2 separate regions of the Sus scrofa genome follow, and region 2 is linked to region 1. A link is a contact called in public Hi-C data. All regions are on one chromosome and are shown on one strand. Each heading gives the region's core, a stretch centred on a gene start, on an enhancer-like site or on the middle of the called end of the contact. The rest is flanking DNA. Distances are from core to core; before and after follow the strand shown. Region 1 holds the start of CTNNA1 (catenin alpha-1). Region 2 overlaps CTNNA1 (catenin alpha-1).

What was found. Hi-C and Micro-C count contacts between places; a contact is called where the count stands out from the background.
Region 2: a contact with region 1 is called in a Hi-C map of liver, with 4 times the contacts expected there. The contact joins the enhancer-like site here to the promoter of CTNNA1 in region 1. A contact is called at or near these places in 1 of 5 promoter capture datasets (liver) and 6 of 47 Hi-C or Micro-C datasets (fetal heart ventricle, liver and skeletal muscle).

Annotation. Positions count from the first base shown.
Region 1 is chr2:140,681,156-140,684,918 of Sscrofa11.1, forward strand. CTNNA1 (catenin alpha-1) reads left to right here and starts at 1,621. Exons shown (of 18, transcript XM_003123988.6): 1 at 1,621-1,765.
Region 2 is chr2:140,748,042-140,751,656 of Sscrofa11.1, forward strand. All of the region lies in intron 5 of CTNNA1 (catenin alpha-1), which reads left to right. Among named protein-coding and RNA genes, the nearest start is that of LRRTM2, 60 kb to the right of the region's middle. Within about 2 kb of position 1,395, at least 12 of the 83 cell types and tissues checked have an H3K27ac peak or open chromatin away from gene starts, as enhancers often do. A contact at or near this core is called in liver, where this site is marked.

The DNA.
Region 1 (3,763 bases), core at 371-2,870:
GGGGGTGGGGTTCAGGGGCCTGCTTGGTTTAATATTCCATTGCTGCTATCTTAAAATTGTTAGCAATTTTTGGAGTTCCCATTGTGGCACAGTGGGTTCAGAATTCAACTGCAGCAGCTTGGGTCACTGCAGAGGTGCAGTGTGTTCAAGGATCCTGTGTTGCCACAGCTTCGGTATAGGTCACAGCTGTGACTCAGGCTGCATTCTTGGCCTGGGAGATTTGACAAGCTGTGAGTGTGGGCATCAAATGAAAAAAAAAAAAAAAAAAACAAAAAACTGAAAACCTGTTAGTAATTTTTCAACAAGGGGCATCATAAATTGAGTAGCTGGTACTTGAGTGAAGAGATGAGTATACAAAATTATGGAGCATAATCCTTTAACTATGTCTTTTGTTAGTTCAAACAAGTATTTATTGATTGAATACTATGTTCTAAGGTAGCTAAGTGTAGCTGGAGGAAGCCACAGCCACTCCATGTAGGGGAGACCACAGGAGCAAAAGCTCTGAAGATGGAAACAGCATGGACTGTGGCTGGACAAGAATGGCCTCATTAAGGTTACAGTGGGCACTTGCACCTACAGAGAGTAACTGGGCCCCGCCTAGGGGATGAGCCTTGTGCTGGGTGCTGTAGGAGATACAGCTGCTGCCCTCCAGGAGTTTGCATTTCCTGGGAAAGGGAGATTTGAGTAGAAAAAGGTAAACATGCTGAGGGCAGGTCTCCCTAGCACCCTGTTCAGAGCTCAGCCCAAAACGAACAGTGGATACTGCTGTCATGCATAATTTTGGACTTAATAGACCAGTGCAGAAATCAACTCGTTCGTCATCCCATGATGGAGAAGGAAGTCATACCAGACTGAGAGTGTAGTATTTTTGGTTTTGTTTTGTGGTTTTTGGGGGGAGCGTTCAGTAGAAAGATAAGGAAGGAAGAGTGGGAATGAAATTCCCTAAATGGCCAGAGGGATAGGGATAGAAGCCAGGTCCTTCAAATGTGCGTGTGTGGGGAGGGGGACAATCTCAGGAGGTGATGCTCCTGTCACAAGCCTCTTGTTCTCCATCAGGAAGGCTGTTGGGTTTACCCATCTGTCAAGCGACCGGCTGAGTTGGGTGATTGCTAGGAGGCTTTCCCATCGCACATTATGAGGTCCCTGGAATTGGATTCGAGTTGCACTCTGCCTCAAGGTGTGAGGCTTCAGTTTTTCCTTCCGTAAAGCCAGGGAATGGGCCTGGAGCTCTTTTCTGGAAGCCTGTGCCCCGGGAACACCTGTGGCACTCGGAAGTCTGCGCCGCCGGGCCGCCGGGTCCCAGGGGCATCAGCGGGAGGTGGGGCCAGAGCGGGCGGTGCCCGGAGACTCACCTGTGCGCCGCGCGCTGACTCACCTGCCCTCCCCAGCTGGCGGGCTGTTCCAGGCACCCGCGCTCCTCCCTCCGCTCGGGGGTGGGGGTCTCTCCCGGCCAGAGTGCCCACTAGGGGCTTGGCAAGAAGAACCTCGAGGGTCAGGGGCAGAGAGCAAGAGGGCCTCTGGGGGGTCCGGGCCTGGCGGACCAGGCGCTCCGGGTCAGGGGCCACCCTGGCCAGCGGGGTGGCAGCGGGAGGCGCCGGGAAGAGCGCGCCGGAGGGAGGTGCCGGGAAGGGCGGGCGGGGCCCGGGACGCGGGGCGGGGGCGCCGGGCGGCCCATTTCCTCCCTGGAGCCGGACAGGGGCAGACAAAGCGGCGGCCGTTGGCTTCGGGCCTCGGGAATCTTCCTGCCTCGCCTCGCTCGCCGCAGGTAATTGCCTTCGCGCGGGTGTGGGCGCCCCTCGCTGGGCAGGGGGCTCCTCGGGCGGGCGGCCCGGGCGGTCCCCTTTGCGACCCCGCCTGGCCTCGGGCTCCGGGTGGGCGCCGCTGCGGCCTCCGGCCCGCTCTCGCCGCGGGGCCCCGGGCCTGGGCCCTGGTGGAGCGGGCGGGGCCGGCGCTTACTGGCGCTCGGGAAGTTGAGGGCCCGCGGCGGCCGGAGCAGCGCGAGCGGCAGGCCCCGCGCCGCCGCGGCGCCTGCTCTCGGGAAAGTTTCTCCGGGCTTGGAAACTTTGTTCGAGTAGCCTCGGTGCGCGCGCCAGGCCCGCGCTGAGCCCGCTCGGCCGCCTTCCTCGAGGGCAAGAGTCCGTGCGTGGTTCCGCGGGCGGGCGGGCGGCGGCGTTGCGTTTTCCGGGGAAGCGAGTGAGGTCTGTGGTTTCTGGCATCGCACCCCTCCCCCCGCCACCGAAACTTGCCGGTCAGGTGGACGGGGCGGCTGCTGGGCCCGCACCCTCGCGTTCCCGGCCCGAGCGCATGTGCGAGTTTGCGTGTCCCTTTCTCGGACACAGTCTGGCTGGGAAGGGGCGCCACACCCGTGTGGACTTTTGGCGTGTACATGTGAACCTTTGTTGTGAAATTCCTCGGACTTCTGTGCTGTGTAATTGGACGCCCTGAACTCTAATTAGTTCTGGTTTGCACGAGGGACGTTGGAATCTTTTTTTTGTTGATTTCTAAAGGGGTGTGTTTGTGTGGGAGAGGGAGAGAGAGAGAGAAAGGGAGAGAGAGAGAGGGAGAAACACTTGTTGGAAAAAATGTTGTCTGAATGCCTACTAACCTTGGTGTGGCAGGAATGGCTTCCCAATAATGCAGGCGGCAGTTGGCTCCAATCCAGGACTGAAACCCTATTATGTCCCTCTGCGTCTTTGCAACATTTTTTGGTGTTTGCTTTGTACAGAATTTACAATAATCTAGAAAAGAGTAAGGTATGTTCACTCTCTAGATTATTAAGGCGTTTCTTATGTGTGTTGAAGGAAGTGATTACATCACTGTATTGTTGCAACAGGATAGGCATTTCCATGGGAGGATCGTATGTTTAGCAGTGATTTTTGAAGATTGTATAGGTGTGTGTCACTTTAGGAAAGTGTGGATTTGTAAATCACCTTAGTGAGGATGTGGTACTTTAATCCATAGCTTTTGTCCAGTGATTTACTCTTTCTGACTTTTATCAAATTACAAAAATCATTTTTATCCACTTTCTTAAGGGCCCACAGTTGATTAAGAAATAGTCTCTGCCCCAAGAACCCACCGTGTAATAGGGAAGGGACACACAGCTTGGGTGTAGTGCAAGGCCGATGGCGATATGAACCACAACAGTAATGACCAAAAACTTGTGCGTGGGTCACACCTTACGTAATAATAATGATAAGAGAAACTCGTGGAATTGTGCAGGGGGATCTAGTAAGTTTTGTTTGGATAAGACCAGAGGGCTTCCAGGAGGGGACGGGCATTTGAACTGGTTAGAGCAGCAGTGGGGTTTTGTCGGGAAGAAGCATGAAAGGGCATAAAGGCGTTTGTGGAATTGGATTATAAATCTCTCCTGGTTTTCCTTATACTTTTGGCTCTTGTTTCTTAATCTTTCTGTTGTTGTTCAAACCACTTATATCCAAGATTCTAACGTATCTCAGCCCTTCACACCACTGATGTGGCATCATTCTCCCACCACCAGTCACATCTTTTTCCAGGGGTGACCTAGAGATCGGGGTGCCCTCTCCCGGGTTGAGGATCACTTCTGTACAGTCTCCCTGTCATCAAATGTAAGCTGAAGTCCAACACTTTGTGGGCTAAAGCTAAAGCTTCTATTTTGAGTGCAGATGTCTTAGCTCACCCACATGGTCAGCTGTGCATCAGAGATCTCCTTCAGTGTCCAGGGGCTTCGCAAACTCTGCAGGACCAAAATGAGATAAGTGACCTAACCTAGATATGGAGATGGGCA
Region 2 (3,615 bases), core at 145-2,644, 67 kb after region 1:
GTGAAGTAGTTAATGTCGTGCCAGACACTCAGTAGGCCCTCAGCAGTGGGCACTTGGTGAATAGTAGTTATTGCTCATATTTAAAGCTATAAAATGTGGTCAGACTGAATCTGCGCATGTGGTATCCTGGTTTTATATTTCCAGCACTCACTGCTAAACGTGATAATAGAGCTAGATTTGTTGTATTGATTGCTAAGTAATTTAGTTAGTGAAAGCTCATTGTGCTTTTATCATTTGTCCTTGTGTTGGCTTATGTCTCCATCAAATAAATCACAAGTAGTTTGGTGGTTTGTTTGTTTGTTTGGTCTTTTTGTCGTTTAGGGCCGCGCCCACGGCACATGGAGGTTCCCAGGCCAGGGGTCCGATTGGAACTGTAGCTGTCAGCCTGTGCCACAGCCACAGCAATGTGGGATCCGAGCCTCGTCTGGGACCTACCCCACAGTTCATGGCAACGCCGGATCCATAACCCACTGATTGAGGCCACGGATCGAACCCGCATGCTCTTGGGTCCTAGTCAGGTTTGTTAACCGCTGAGCTATGACGGGAACTCCTGTTTGTTTGTTTTTCATTTTGCTGGAGCCAGTTGATTCTAAGAACTTGCTGTATGATAATATGGTAATTCTATAAATACAATAGCAAGCTGGCCAAATTATGTTCACAACTTATTTTTCTTAACATTCTTGATACAAATTCTCATTTGAATATGTGAAATAAATGTTAGTTTTATTTAAAAAGTAAAGCTTGGTGAATAGTCTTACTGTCATAAAATCTAGTCTAACCTTGATTTATGAAGACACTGTTATTTAAGAGGAGTGAGAACATTTAGACCGATACTAGTGCATATCCTTGTGAAATAGTAGAATAAGTAAATTGATGATGTTCTTGACATAAAATACAATCATAATGCAGAATTTTATATACTACTGGGAAGCTGACTGGAAAGTAATGCTGCCTGGGTTTTAATTCTGTGTACAATGAATCCACGAAGAGTTTCCTGAATCAGAATCCTAGATTTTTTTTTTTAAGTGAATTTCAAATACTTTCAAAATAAGACGTCATAAGAATCTTGAAGTTCTTAGTTGACATGAAGCTGGTCTTCTCTTGGCTCCTCTGTATCTGTTTTCTGCCCTTGGCCACCCTGCTCTCTGCCCCAGGAACGTGACCTGTCGAGACTGCAGCCACAGGCCTCTTTGCCTTCTGGCTTCTGGTTAGGTTGGGCAGGGTGAGCACCCGTAGGAGATCAGCGGAGACAGAAGGAGGCTAGGGGTTCATTTCCCTGGCTCCCTTCCTGGTGGTTGTCCTAGGTGGCTGGAAGTCATAGCCTCTCTTGGGTGGTTTCCTCCCTACACCTTGTCCCTGGGCTCTGCTAACTGCTGCCTCCTTGTGTCTTTTCGGGCCTAAGTGCCCTAACAGCTCATGGCATTCCTGTACTTTGCCCATAGCTTTTATAGCATAGTCCCTGAACCATCTTTGAATTACTCCATTTGATTTTACTGTCTGTTTGCTGCTAGCACCTTCTCCATGTTCCCATTTTAAAGTTTGTCTTGGGCTGTAGTATGTCACGATCATTTATAGGTTTCCTCGGGCCTAATTCTTTAACCTTTAGCCTTAGCCTCCTATAGTAGAATTTGTTGCGTAGGTTGGCTCTAGGCTGCTGTGTGCCTCCTGATCATAAAATGACCTTTATAGGTCCTGGGCCTTGGTATATATTTACATAAACTAGCGCTTTTCTTGGGAATTAAAGTGCTACTCATTTCATCCTGAAGTACCAGCCTGGTGGAAACGTCATTCTCCCTTTTGGATACTGCCCACTGGCGGTCTTCAGTTACCGATCACAGCTTTCCACACTTTGTGTTTTCTGGCAGAATTCCTCTCTTGCTGGGTATTTAGTACCCTGGACTGTTTTCACTCCCCTTTGACCTTGTCTTCTTTCCCCAGGTGTGGTAGGTAATAATTTACCTCCTTATCCAGCCTTTTATCTTTTCAGGCAGTCCTAGTCCAGAAAAGGTATTTCCTCAAGAGCACTACTGGGATATTATGTGTGAACTGCTTGCCTTCATTTCTCTTGTATCATTTAAGCAGCAGCCACCCAATGAGGAAATGCTGAACTTTAGAAGTCTGTAGGTGCTCTGAAATTTACCTGTTTGTCCTTGAGGTTTGTCTGGCACAGGATGTGGTGGTGAGGATATTGGTGAAAATAATAATGAATAACCTTAAAAAAGTGTTTACTTACACTAAACACTGTTATAAGCCCTTTATAAATACACATTTGTTTGATCTTCATGAAAAATAGCGTAAGGTAGATCCTATAATTGATGAGATACTAATTTTTATAAATGAAGGAACTGGAACAGAGAAGTTAAGTAATTTGGCCTGGGTGTTAATCTAGTAAGTGGTGGAGCCAGGTTTTGAACCCAGGCTGCCTGGCTCCAAGGGCAGGGATTTTGTTTAAATTGTTAGTATAATGCCTAGAACATTGCCTAGTAGTGTTCAGTAAGTATTTGTTTAACTAATGAGAGAATAAGCCATTTGGCTGCACTGCAGGTCCATCCTGGAATGGATTCTCTGGCCCTAATCGGTTATGTTCTTGGGCTAGAATATTACTTGCTGACGAGAAGTTTTGACTTTTCATTAGGCTGCAGGCTCTTCTTTGACTGTGAGGGTGCAAATGGACAGCAGAGGTCAGGATCTGCTGGCCTTGACCCTGCTTCCTGTAGGGAGGACTGCTTCTGCCTTGCACTGTCTGCTCTGCCCCCACCCGCATGCTAAAGATGGGCTGCTTGGATATTTACACTCCATGCACTCAGGTACATAACTAGTTGAGATAGGTTTGGTAAAAACATAGTGTTTCGTACCTCGTCTGCGAACTCTGACTTTCTGTCATGATGATTTTTCTAAAAACCTGAACAATCAAATTGGCAATTGATACTACCGCCCGCGTTCTATGTGTAAATCATCTGGACTGGCTGGGTTTGACCAGGACCATTTCTTTAAGTAGGGTCCTTTGACTCTAAGAGAAGACATCTGATCAAAAGTATGGCTGCAAGTTTATGTTGTTAAGAGGGTGGTGAGGGGAAACTTCCACTTGAATTTCCAGGTCTCAGTTAGAAAGTATTGTGGATTGCTTAGAACTTAGCTTCTGCTTCTTGGTCACTGCATGTGATGGTTGGTTCAGATTACTTTGAAAACTGTCACTTCCACTTTGTGTTTTCTGTTTGTATATATGAAACGTAACTGGATTGGTCAAGTTGGGGAGTCCTGAGTGCTAATACAGTAGATCAAGGGATTCTGATTTCCTAAGTAATCTATTGCATTATGTAATAGCTTACTTTTTTTTTTCACTAATCTGGGTTACTATCTATCTTAAAAAGAATTCTTATAATCATTATTCTTATTACAGTAAATAGTGCTGCCCTGTGATAGTGTCTATTTTTGTGTCTTAACAAAATCTAATTTCTTTGTGCTATGGCAAAAATAATTCTAAAGAGAGAATATAGAACACTTTAGCAGTTAGGACAAATGATATTTAGCTGTCATTTTCATCATAGATTAAAATACATCCCCTGTACTTGTAAAAAGAAATCTATCAAAGCTACATTGTGGGGAGGGCAAGAC